2 separate regions of the Capra hircus genome follow, and region 1 is linked to region 2. The links are chromatin contacts, called in public Hi-C maps. All regions are on one chromosome and are shown on one strand. The core of a region is the stretch at or near the end of the contact, and the rest is flanking DNA. Distances in the headings are between cores, read along the strand shown. Region 1 overlaps BTBD16 (BTB/POZ domain-containing protein 16). Region 2 has its middle 10 kb from the start of HTRA1.

Region 1 (6,555 bases), core at 2,300-4,799, 130 kb before region 2:
GGATCAGGCAGGACTTGGAATAAGCTGAGTCCATCTGCCCCTAACTGGGGACTAGCACATTATCCTGGCTCTTCCCAGGGGTCCTTAACCTTTTTAAAGACCCCAGAGTCTGAGGAAGGCTTCCCTGATAGCTCAGACAGTAAAGCATCTGACTGCAATGCAGAAGACCGGGGTTTGATCCCTGGGTTAGGAAGATTGTCTAGAGAGGGAAATGGCAACCAACCCACTCCAGTACTCTTGCCTGGAACATCCCATGGACGGAGGAGGCTGGTAGGCTACAGTCCATGGGGTCACAGAGAGTCGGACAGTCTGAGGACAACCTGCTGTTAAGTACGTCATCTCCAAAGAAAACAAAGCGTGCCTCCTTGCACACATGTTGGGCGGTGACCACCTCCCTGTCTAGGCCGTGGACCGCCCAGGTTAGGACAGAAGCCCCAAGGCCCAGACTCACATAAGATTTTTCATAAGAGCCCTGTTTTCTGTAGCTTCATCCTCAACTGCTTTGGGGGCTGGGAGCCTGGGCAGCGTCTGCACCCAGGTCGGAGTGGGCACGTTCTGTCCACTGCATCTCGCCCGTCCCCAGCTCGGGAGGCTCTTCCAGCACGCTGGTGGTCAAGGGTGGAGGGGGGGCACCTGGACGTGGGGGACATGGGGCTGCAGAGCCCCCAGGCTGATGGCTGGCCCTTGGATGCTGCCTCCCCAGCCTTCGCCACGGCCCTGAAGAACCTCTACATGCGCGAGGTGAAGATAGGCCTGGATGACGTGCTGGGCGTGCTGGCCGCTGCTCACATCCTTCAGTTTGGCAGCCTGTTTCAAAGGTGAGGCCGCCCAGCCTCCTGGTAGAGCAGCCAGGACCCCGAGGGCCCCAGGGGCCCCAGAACCTACCACCCTAACACCTCCTGTTCCGATTTGCTCAGACGAGGTGGTGACATCACTCTCTCATTGGTGGTCCTGACCCTTCCTGCTCCCCCTCGCCTCAATGGCCCTGGGCCAGATGGACTTGGCTCAGCCATTGATTCAACCACACCTTTATTCATGCGTGTGTTTCTTTAAGAATGACTTCATGGGCTTTTCCAGGACACCAGAGAGGCAGTGGGCGCCTGATGGGGAGGGTCCCTGCCCTCTGAAGCTCCTGTCCAGCTGTCTCCGAGACATTGGGAAGGAGTGAAGTGGGGTGGTGTGAAAGGTGGGGGATTCGCAAATGGAAATTCTGTGTTATATAAAATTAATTTCAAGTAAAATTGGTACCTGCAGTTTGAAGAAGCATTTCTTAGAACTCCCCCCTACCTTTTTTTTGTTGTTGTTCAATCGCTCAGTCTTGTCAGACTCTTTGTGACCCCATGGACTGCAGCACGCCAGGCTGCCCTGTCCTTCACTATCTCCTGGGGTTTGCTCAAACCCATGTCCATTGAGTCAGTGAAGTTATCTAACTATCTCATCCTCTGCTGCCTCTTTCTCCTTTTGTCCTCAATCTTTCCCAGCATCAGGGTTTTTTTTTCCAACGAGTTGGCTCTTTATACTTTTTGTTGTGGTATTGTCTAATAATCCTACATTCCATCAATGCTTATGAAAGGTAAGTGAACCAAATGGAAAAGAATTGATGGGATTAATTTTTCTCGAATATTCTGTCCCTTCTCTGGGGATTTTCCACGGATGTGTGCTTATTACTCTCACATCCTGAACACAGTGGTGGTTTCTTGTAGCTCTTTGATTTCTTACTTCCTGATGTAATTCAGTAGACAGGAGATCTAGGGCAGGGGTGCTCTGCCTGGCTTGTTTCACCACCCTAAGCTTCCGTTTCTTCATTTGAGGGAATGAATGAATGGACTTCCCATCCTAGCCTACAGAGGACATCCGCAGCTCTGTAAAAGGCAGGGGCAGGATCTCTTCCAAGGACCTTCAACTCACTTTTAATAGAATTCACCTCGCCAGATTCAACCTTACAGGTTTTTTTTTTTTTTTTTGTCAATGCCTCATTTCTGGGGTCACCTGAAATAACTCTGGCCAGATCTTCAGTCTGGAGCATTTTGAAGCCTCATTGGTGATGCAGATGCCGCTTGAACCCAGGGGTGCAGGCTGTCAGAGGTCTGGTTGTGGTCTCAGAGGGCACACAGACAAGGAACTCCAGCATGTCGGCCTGGCCAGACTGGCGGGTGGCTGGGAGATGGGAGGTCAGCCGCCATAGGCAGGGACAGGTCGTGGACTCTCGAGGTGAACCAAGGCATCTGACCTTGACCCTGGTCCAGGTTTTCCTGAGAATCCCCACTCCCCTGCCATTGTGTGCCACATGACTTCAGCTGCACGTAGCCTTGTGACGTATCACCACTACGCAATCGCAGCTTTTGTACACAGGTGTTTCTGAGTGACTGGTGCCATGCAGGGAGATATCTCTGATCCCAAATCTGGAAGGCCAGCTTCCCTCCGGCCACCTCCTGTCTGTGAGCCTCGGCTGCGGTACTGGGGGGCCAGATTCGAAGCCCCGTGGTCTCCTTCTGGAGCCCTCACTCTGGCTTATCTGGGGCAGAGTCAGGAATGGCAGGTTCATCCTTTCTTTCCTCCTCCACATGCCTTGTGGAGGGAGGGCTCCGGATTCTGAGCCAAGACTATCATTCCGCTGATGGACAAACCTGGGCCTGCCTGGCGCTCATGGGCCCTCCCCGAGATGCTGCAGATAACTGTGGTGGGGCTGGAATCCTTGCTCAGAGCCAGGTGGGCCTGACACCCAGCCAGGGTGGGTGTTGCCTGCCTTCGAGAGGCTGACGGTGCAGCTGGCAGGGATGTGGCAGTACAAGCCTCGGTGTGCATGTACACATGAGTGTGTGTGTGTGTGTGTGTGTGCATGAGCAGAAGTCCCCCAGGTCACTCTGGTAGCATTGCCACCCCAGGTACGCTGGATGGGCTCTCAGAGGCCATCTTGGCTGAGATCCCTACCAGCGCGAAACCGCTGGATGGTCGCTGCTGAATCACCCACACCCGAGGCCGCCCATCTTCAGGGGATGAAGTGTGTGTGTGTGGATTATATAGGGCGCTGCTCCTTAGACGCACACATCAGTTGCATCAGTGTCTGCTTTGACACAGCTGGGATCATAGTTACTGGTTGTTGCCTGCACACACACACACACACACACACACACACACACACACACACACCCTCCCGAAGGGTCACTTGTGTCCCTCCAGGCTCACAGGGCTGGCAGGACATTTCCTTGCCTCCGTGAGATGCTGAACTCCCATCTGTCAGTTACTGCCTGGTGCCGCTAGACCTTCCGGAAGTGGAAATCCCGAGCCTCTCTGAGTCCGGAGGCAGCTGGCCTGGGTAGCCTTTCCCTGTCCTCCGGTCTGGGAAATCTGGCCATTCCAGTCCCGCCCAGCCAGGGAGGCTCACGGTGAGGAGGGGGACTATAGGGGAAGGTGTGAGGAGCACTGATTTCTGCGTCCCAGCTTCAGACCCAGCTAATTCCGTCCGCGCGTCTCCGCTGGCAAAGCCAGCACCTGAAAAACACCGCGCGTGGTGAGGGGTGGGGCCTGAACCTTCCGCACGGCCCTCCTCACACCGGGTTTCCCCTTGCTGACTCACGGCGAGCCCAGGAGCCCCAGGAGCGGAGGAGCCTTGTACAGGGCAGGTGCTTCCAGAACCTGCTGCAGAGGCTGCCGCAGACGAGACTCTTGGGATGCATGTATGCTGGGAGGGCTGCTGCCTGGAAGTCTCTAGCTTCAAGGAGGCAGAAGCCTCAGGCTGAACGAGGGCATGACAATCAAAGCAAAAGGAACACGTGGGGAGAAGCAATCAGGGAGAATTCCAAGAGGAGGTGGTACTTGAGCTGAGCCTGGTACGAGTCCAGCTGTCAAGGATGTAAGAGAAGGGGGCTTCGGCCGATGAGAGCATAGAAACTGGAGCTGCTTGGTCACTGAGAATCAATGTGGCTGGAGTCAGGGAGGGATGTCGAAAGATGATGGGAAAGGTGGGTGGGACCGTTAGGGTGACTGCAGGTCATGCAGACCTCGAAGGCCATAGGAGCAGGTTCTACCTGGATTTGCCAGCAGAGGAGAGCCTGAGGCTTGGAGGGGAGAGTGACCAGAGCCTCTCTGTGTTATCAGCTTTGGGATACAGCTGTCATAATGTGGTCACCTGTCTGTATGTTTACTCAACGTGTGCTGGGCCCACTGGCTTTGTTCTTCATTACCCAAGTGCCTCGAAGGGTGCCTGGCACACAGTAAGTGTTCAGATCCTTGATAAATAAATGAACCAAGCTCCAATACTTGGCCACCTGATACGAAGAGTCGATTCATAGGAAAAGACCCCAATGCTGGGAGTGATTGAGGGTGAGAGGAGAAGGGGACCACAGAGGATGAGATGGTTGTATAGCGTCGTTGACTCAAGGGACATGAGTTTGGGCAGACTCCAGGGAGATACTGAAGGACAGGGAAGCCTGGCATGCTGCAGTCCATGGGGTTGAAAGGAGTTGGACATGACTGAGCGATTGACTGAACAACAACAAGTAAATGAGGCCTAGGTGTGAAAAGGATGTAGATTTTCATCAGAAAGTTGCTTTTTCAATCTACTCTCATACAGAGAGGAAATAGGACTGGAGGCCCCTCTAAGAAGCTCAGCAATGGTCTGTTCAGGAAACACTTGCCTTCATCAGGAAGACAACCAAATGTCATCCTGACTAAAATTAAAACCTAGCAAGGCGCTTTTCAGCTTCCCTTTGGCTCAGCGGTAAAAACTCCTCCTGTCAACGCAGGAGCTGAGGGTTTGATCCCTTGGTTGGGAAGATCCCCTGGAGAAGGAAATGGCAACCCACTCCAGTATTCTTACGTGGGAAATCCCATGGACAGAGGAGCTGGTGAGCTACAGTCTGTGGGGATGCAAAGAGTCAGATGCGACTTAGCGGCCAAACAACAACAGCAAGGCGCTTTTAGGGGCTTAATCTCTAAACAGTAATACTTCTCCTTGGTGCCAAAGCTACTCTGTTTTCTTCAGAAAGATTTGATCTCAGAGCTCACCTCCCTTAGCCCAGAGCTCTTTGCAACAAGCCTTGCTGGTCTTGCCCTCCAGCCCTATGTCCACGATCTTAAAATAAGGTGCTTTCCCTTGCGTAAAAGGACTCCGCTGCCGGCATGCGGTTGAGTAAAGACTCTGGGGCTTCTCACTTTCCTGAAAGCAGCCCGGGCCTTCCAGACACAGTGTTCTCTCTCTGCAGGTGTGTGACCGTCATGATGAGCGGACTCACGCCGAGCACCATCAAAAACTTCTACCTGGCTGGCTGCAAGGTGAGAACAACCTGGCAGGCACACAGCATCTTGGGGACCCTCAAGAGCACCCAGACTCTGGGATTTCAGCAACAAAAAATCTGTCTGATGGCACCAACCTAACAGTGCCCACCTTTTGCCAAGTGAACAATTAGAAAAAAAATCATTTTGTCTTTAAAAGAATATTTTAACATCCCCTCCCCCCCCCCCCCAAATAGAAAAGCTTTAATTGGGGAAGAGGGCAGGAAAAGGGACAGCCTTTCTCATCAAAACAGCAGACAGTGTTCCAGGACATTCTTGGTGGAACTGAGGGAAATGCATCCCACCTGGGCCCAGTCACCCAGTACATCAGGGTTGGCAATAAATGATGTATTCTAGCTCTCATTATCAGAGGAGAAAAGTGAGACCCAAGGCCGGTAGAGCTTCCGTGATCAGCCACAGACATCAGTCCAGAGATTCCGGCATACAAGCCCATGTAGCTAGTTGCATTTCAGCATGCAAGCCCACTTAACTAGGTCAGACCACTTAACTAGTTGTATGACCTCAGGCAAGAGCAGGAATGTTGGAGCCTCAGATTTTCCACTGGTGAAATAGGAATAATGATGAACTGACCTCATAGGGTAGCAGGATGGATTTGAATCAACCTAGTACAGCACCTTGAGCATCGCAAACACTCAGAAAATGTTAGTGCCTGTGTTTTGAAGAAGTTTGAGCAGGGCTGCAGCACGGCCTTTCTAAGAGCACGCTTGCTGGATCATCATATTCCAGCAGAGGGCGCTGAGATACCAGGGATTCCTTTCTACCTTAAAATTATTATTTTTTTGCCTGCACCCTCGGCAGGTGGAATTTTAGTTCCCCGTCCAAGGATCAAACCCACACCCTCTGCAGTGGAAATGTAGGCTCGCAACCATTGCACCACCAGGGTAAGTGCCAGAGACTCCTTTTTCAATGGGTGTTTCCTATCTTCTCAGTACAACGAAGAGCCCCTCACCACCGCCTGTGAGAAATGGATGGAGATGAACTTGGTCCCTCTGGTGGGGACACAGATCCACCTCCGGAAAATCCCAAAGGAGCTGCTCCACAAAGTGCTGAAGTCCCCCAGGTCAGAGCTGGCTCTCAGGAAGGAGCCTCTGGGGTAGCAGGTGGGGATGGGAGGGGGGGATGGGTAGGGTAGATGGATGGGGTGGGGAAGTGCCGAACTCACACCCCTGCTGGACATGTGCAGTGCCCCCTCCATCCCAAATGTCCCGGCCTCCTGGACAGCCTGGCCTCTGGAGGGGCCAAAACGTGGGTCCTGTGCTC
Region 2 (6,734 bases), core at 234-2,733:
CAAGAGACTCAAGAGATGTGAGTTCGATCCCTGCCAGAGTCAGGAAGTTTCCCTGAAGAGGGGAATAGCTACCCACTCCAGTATTCTTGCCTGGGAAATCCTATGGACAGAGGAGCCTGGCAACTACAGTCCATGGGGTTGCAAAGAGTCGGACACGACTGAGCAACACTTTGACTTTCTTTCAGATATCAAAAGAACTGATATTTCAGACACTTCAGATATCTGAAAGATGTTAAGCTTTTTTTGTTTTTTTAAAGATGTATAAAGACTTCCTTGGTGGTCCAGTAGTTCAGACTTCATCTTCCAGAGCAGCAGGAGTGAGTTTGATCCCTTGTTGGGAAGCTGAGATCCCACATGCCTCTTGGCCCAAAAACCAAAACAAAAAACAGGAGCAATATTGTAACAAATTCAATAAAGACTTTAAAACTGATCCACATCCAAACAAATCTTGAAAAAAAAAAGATGTAGAGATGTTCTGGTAGATTAAAAAACTTATAAAGGCACCCTCGTATTAAAAATGTCAGAAAATATAGTTTTGGAACACCCAGCAAGATTTTTGTATTCATTCGGTGCTAAGCACTTCACACTTTCTACTCTGTGTCCAGTCATGGATGGAAAGCAGTCATGGATGGGGCAGATGCTGAGCTCAGAGGAGCGACAAGGTGTCTGAAATGCCTACGGGACTAGGAGTGACCCCAGGAAGGAGCACAGCCCACAGCTGGGAGGCCCCAGGAGAAGGACCCTTGGCTATAAGGAGAGCACGACTGGGCTGGTTGCCCCCCTACAGAGCTTTGGCTTTCTTGACATTTCCTTCCTTCGTTTGACTCCTCTCTCCCCTCGTATTAATGGTTAGTACAGAAAATACAAAGAAGCAGAGACTACCTTCCATCACTCATCACGCCTCCACCCAGAATGGACACTGTTAACACTCAGGCTTTGTTCCTTCCAGGTTTGAGTCTGATGATCTTTTTTAAAACAAAACAAAACAATCGGGGGCAAGCAGCGCACACAGTTTTATATCCTGCATTTCTTGTTCGGGGTATAAGTAACCCCCTGGGGTCTTTCTTCTGTTTTCTTTTGAGTCTCAAGCTAGGGAAATTGGGCTGTTAGCAGAAGGATTTCCTGAAATCCCTTTGAATGATCAAAGGAGTCGCGCTCAGTCTTCCTCCAGTTGAGAGTTCTGTTTTTTTTCTCCCTCCCCTCCTATGAAACTGCAGGTCAGGAAGGCAGACGGGAGGCTCAGCTTGTGGGTCTGATTTCTAAAAGTGGTGGTTATTCTCTCTCTCTCTTTTTTTTTTTAAAGGAATAGAGAATCAATTTAATAACAGGGTGCCAGGCAATGGCTAGTCTTGAGTGCCCAGAAACTGTCCCTAAGAAGTGGAGTCCAGGAGGAGAGAGAGACGGAAGTCTCCGCAGGGTGAGGTGACTACAGAAGGATGGAGTGGAGGAGGGGCTGTGGCCGCGGGCCCAGTGGAAAAGTACCTCGTTCGTGAGTCATCACGGATAACATGTGGCTGGTGCCCCGCCATCGGCATCCAGGAGTGTGGCAGTGACAGCTGGAGGTCACATCAAAGACAGATCCACGCGGAAAGGAAGAAAGTAAAGGAAAATCAAGATGAAAATGTACCACTTCAGGGTAATACCTGGCTTCAGCTGTGAGTGAGCATCTCCAAGTCAGCCAGCATGAGCCCAGTGTCTGCTATGTGGCTGGCGCTGTCTGGCTCAATGGGCAGGCTAGGTGGCCGATCCAGGAAGCTTCCAGTCTTGAAGTAGGGCAGAGGAATGGCATGGGACGACCCATCGAACAGTTTGGCTGATTAATGAAGGGCTGTGGCTTAGACAAATGGAATTCCCAGTGCCACTGAATTTTGGATCTCTAGGGATATTGCCCTGATTATAGAATAACTGGATGGTTTAAACATGTGTTCGCATAGCGTCAAAATATAGGAATGGCCTGTAGTTGTCAGCTGGGCTGCTCATTAGAGTTCCTGGAAGACCCTGAAAACTAGACACCAGGGATTTTCAACCACGTCCCAGAGGGGTTTTTTTTTTTAAACAGTTTTATTCAGATATAATTCAAATAGCATCCCATTCTCCTTAGAAAAGTGTACAATTCAGTGGGTTTTATTATCTGCATGGACACATGCAATCATCACCATAGTCAATTTTGTAATATTTTCAAAATGAAGCCTTGTATGCTTTGGCTATTACCTCTCTATCTCCTTGTCCTCCTCACAGCTAGGAATCTACCTTCTGTCTCTGTGGATTTCCCTGTTCTAGGCTTTTCATGTGAATGGAAGCATATAATACAGTCTTTTGTGACTGACTTCTTTCATTTAGGGCAATGTATCCAGTAACTCCAGGGAAGGTCTTGTGAATCTTTCACACGGATAATCCTTGTTATAGCATGTAAACATGGACTGTGGCATGACAGGCTCCTCTGTCCTCCTCTGTCTCCTGGAGTTCACTCAAATTCATGTCCATTGAGTTGGTGATGTTATTCAACCATCTCATCCTCTGTTGTCCCCTTCTCCTCCCACCTTCAATCTTTCCCAGTATCAGGGTCTTTTCAAATGAGTTGGCTCTTCACATCAGGTGGCCAAAGTATTGGAGCTTCAGCTTCATCATCAGTCCTTCCAATGAATATTTAGGACTGATTTCCTTTAGGATTGACAGGTTTGATCTCCTTGCTGTCCAAGGGACTCTCAGAAGTCTTCTCCAGCACCACAATTCGAAAGCATCAATTCTTTGGTGCTCAGCCTTCTTTATGGTCCAGCTCTCACATCCATGACTACTAGAAAAATCAGTTTTGACTATATGGACCTTTGTTGGCAAAGTGCTCTCTCTAACTCCATTTAATTAATGAATTAACAGATGGATTCTTTTTCAAAATGACTGTACCAATTTCCATTTCCACTAGGAATATATGAGGGGTCCCATCTCCCCACATCTTTGCCATCTTTTGTTATCATCTGACTTTTCAAGAAGTAGCATCTCATTATGGCATTGCTTTGTTGATGACTAACAATACTGAGAATCTTTTCATGTGCTTACTGGTGCTTTTTTTCCTTAACTTTAAAAATTTTGAAATGTTAGGTTTAGAGAAAAACTGTAAAAATAGTACAAAACTCTCATTTACTCTTAGCCTAGATTCCCCAAATGTTAACCACACATGCTTGATCATTCTCCATCTCTGAATCATTTAAGACTTGCAGACATGAAGGCTCTTTACCTCTAAATATTCCAGTGTGTATTTTCTTAAAACATAGCAAAACCCAGCTTTCTCTAATGCAACCACAGTAAAATGATCAAAGTCCCTTCGCTGTTCACCTGAAACTGTCACAACACTGTTAGTCATCTATACCCCAATGCAAAATATTTTTGGTGTTAAAAAAATACAATTAAAAAAAACCAGAAAATCAACATCGACTCAATACTATCGGTAACTGAATGTTTCCAAATTTTGCCAAATTTCTAGGAAGCAGCATCTTAAAAAAGCTCTACAGATGATTCTATTGGATATCAGGATCTCTGTCACCTCTTCTCATCAATGAGGACCATTAATTCCAGGGAGGACAATGCCCTCCCCGAGGTCACCATTGATTTAGAGCAGAGTTTTCAGAATGTCCCATCCCCCAGGGCACCTTTATGTGACCTAGGGAAAGATGTCTCTCTGCTGCTGCTGCTGCTGCTGCTGCTAAGTCGCTTCGGTTGTGTCTGACTCTGTGGGACCCCATAGATGGCAGCCCACCAGGCTGCCCCATCCCTGGGATTCTCCAGGCAAGAATACTGGAGTGGGTTGCCATTTCCTTCTCCAATGCATGAAAGTGAAAAGTGAAAATGAAGTCGCTCAGTTGTGGCCAACTCTTTGTGACCCCATGGACTGCAGCACATCAGGCCTCCCTGCCCATCACCAACTCCCGGAGCTTGCTCAAACTCATGTCCATTGAGTTGGGGATGCCATCCAACTCATCCTCTGTCACCTTCTTCTCCTCCTGCCTTCAATCTTTCCCAGCATCAGGGTCTTTTCCAGTGAGTCAGTTCTTTGCATCAGGTGACCAAACTATTAGATCTTCAGCTTCAGCATCCATCCTTCCAATGAATATTCAGGACTGATTTCCTTTAGGATGTACTTGTTGGATCTCCTTGCAGTCCAAGGGACTCTCAAGAGTCTTCTCCAACACTACAGTTCAAAAGCATCAATTCTTCGGCACTCAGCTTTCTTTATAGCCCAACTCTCACATCCATACATGACTACTGGAAAAACCATAGTTTTGACTAGATGGACCTTTGTTGGCAAAGTAATGTCTCAGCTTTTTAATATGCTGTCTAGGTTGGTCATAATTTTTCTTTCAGGGAGCAAGCGTCTTTTAATTTCATGGCTGCAGTCACCATCTGCAGTGATTTTGGGGCCCCCAAAATTAAAGTCTCTCGTGATTTCCATTGTTTCCCCATCTATTTGCCATGATGTGATGGGACCAGATACCATGATCTTAGTTTTTTGAACTAAGGAGCTCAGATCATGAACTCCTTAATGCCAAATTCAGACTTAAATTGAAGAAAGAACGGAAAACCACTAGACCACTTAGGCATAACCAGTGTGCCTATGATGTGCCAGACAAAGGAAACAGGAAGATGGGCTGGGTGGGAGAATGTGACTCGGTGAGTGGAATTCCAAAGCCTGTAGAAGGCCATCTCGGGAACCACTCAAGCTGGTGGCAGGGCTTGCGGTTGCACTGATGGAAGCCAAGACCTCAGCTGCCTGCAATTTCTGGTCCAGGTTAATTAGACTCGAAATGGGAAAGTTGCATGATTCTTTCATGTTCTCACAGCTTTAGATATCTCATGGTTCCTATTAGTGTGAGAATAAAAACAAAAAAATTTTGGCAGTAATATGTAACAATTCAAATTTGTAAAGAAAGAATCTGGGTCTTCTAGATCAAGTTAATTTAAACTTTGGCTTCCAAGCACATTAGAGATTCTGCTGATAAGTAAACTTAGCAAATGCTTTTTAGTGCTTATAGAACTTTGCCCACTTTATGGGCACTTGTGGTTCAGATGGTAAAGAATTTACCTGTAATGTAGCAGACTTGGGTTCAGTCCCTGTTTTGGAAAGATCCCCTGGAGGAGGGCATGGCAACCCACTCCAGTATTCTTTTTTTTTTTAAGTTAATTTATTTTAATTGGAGGCTAATTACCTTACAATATTGTAGTGGTTTTTACTATACATTGACACGAATCAGCCATGGGTGCACATGTGTTCCCCATCCTGAACGCCCCTCCCACCTCCCTCCCCGTCCCATCTCTCAGGGTCATCCCAGTGCACCGGCCCCGAGCACCCTGGCTCATGCATTGAACCTGGACTGGCGATCTGTTTCAAGGTGGTAATATACATGTTTCAGTGTTATTCTCTCAAATCATCCTACCCTCGCCTTCTCCCACAGAGTCCAAAAGTCTGTTCTTTACATCTGTGTCTCTTTCACTGTCTCGAACATAGGGTCATCCTTACCATCTTTCTAAATTCCATATATATGCGCTAATATACTGTATTGGTGTTTTTCTTTCTGGCTTACTTCACTCTGTATAATAGGCTCCAGTTTCATCCACCTCATTAGAACTGATTCAAATGTATTCTTTTTAATGGCTGAGTAATACTCCATTGTGTATATGTACCACAGCTTTCTTATCCATTCGTCTGCTGATGGACATCTAGGTTGCTTCCATGTCCTGGCTATTATAAACAGTGCTGCGATGAACATTGGGGCACACGTGTCTCTTTCAATTCTGGTTTCCTTGGTGTGTATGCCCAGCAGAGGGATTGCTGGGTCATAAGGCAGTTCTATTTCCAGCTTTTTAAGGAATCTCCACACTATTCTCCATAGTGGCTGTATTCCCACAAACAGTGCAAGAGGGTTCCTTTTTCTCCGCACCCTCTCCAGCATTTATTCTTTGTAGACTTTTTGATAGCAGCCATTTTGACCGGGGCGAGATGGTAGCTCACTGTGGTTTTGATTTGCATTTCTCTGATAATGAGTGATGTTGAGCATATTTTCATGTGTTTGTTAGCCATCTGTATGTCTTCTTTGGAGAAATATATGTTTAATTCTTTGGCTCATTTTTTGATTGGGTCGTTTATTTTTCTGGAATTGAGCTGAAGGAGCTGCTTGCATATATTTGAGATTAGTTGTTTGTCAGTTGCTTTGTTTGCTATTATTTTCTCCCATTGTGAAGGCTGTCTTTTCACCTTGCTTATAGTTTCCTTCGTTGTGCAAAAGCTTTTAAGTTTAATTAGGTCCCATTTTTTTATTTTTGCTTTTGTTTCCATTACTCTGGGAAGTGGGTCATGGCGGATCCTGCGGTGATTTATGTCAGAGAGTGTTTTGCCTATGTTTTCCTCTAGGAGTTTTATAGTTTCTGTATTCTTGCCTGGAGAATTCCACGAACAGAGGAGCCTGGTGGACTGCAGTCTGCAGTGCGGCAAAGAGTCAGACACGACTGAGTGACTAACACTTTCTTTTCTAGTGCCTACGTGGTGAGATAACTCAAAGGTTGAAGCCCCCTCCCTTAAAAAAGTCTTTATTTCCTTCAGTCAAAGTTGAACAATCTTGCCTAAAAGATAGCACGTTCTACATGTGACCTTGATCCCATGTAGGTGAAGGGGATCATGTGTGGTTCATAAGCGGATGAAGGGGGTCAAAATATATAAACTTCCAACTATAAGATAAGTAAGTCCT

The links. A called contact is a pair of places that touch in the nucleus more often than the background predicts.
Region 1: a Hi-C map of liver shows a contact between it and region 2, with 2.1 times the contacts expected there. The contact joins two enhancer-like sites.

Annotation. Positions count from the first base shown.
Region 1 is chr26:9,851,750-9,858,304 of ARS1.2, reverse strand. It overlaps BTBD16 (BTB/POZ domain-containing protein 16), which reads left to right. Exons shown (of 15, transcript XM_005698564.2): 6 at 704-818; 7 at 5,205-5,274; 8 at 6,225-6,355. Among named protein-coding and RNA genes, the nearest start is that of BTBD16, 18 kb to the left of the region's middle. Within about 2 kb of position 3,549, at least 2 of the 5 cell types and tissues checked have an H3K27ac peak or open chromatin away from gene starts, as enhancers often do.
Region 2 is chr26:9,715,605-9,722,338 of ARS1.2, reverse strand. No RefSeq gene overlaps it. Among named protein-coding and RNA genes, the nearest start is that of HTRA1, 10 kb to the right of the region's middle. Within about 2 kb of position 1,483, at least 1 of the 5 cell types and tissues checked has an H3K27ac peak or open chromatin away from gene starts, as enhancers often do.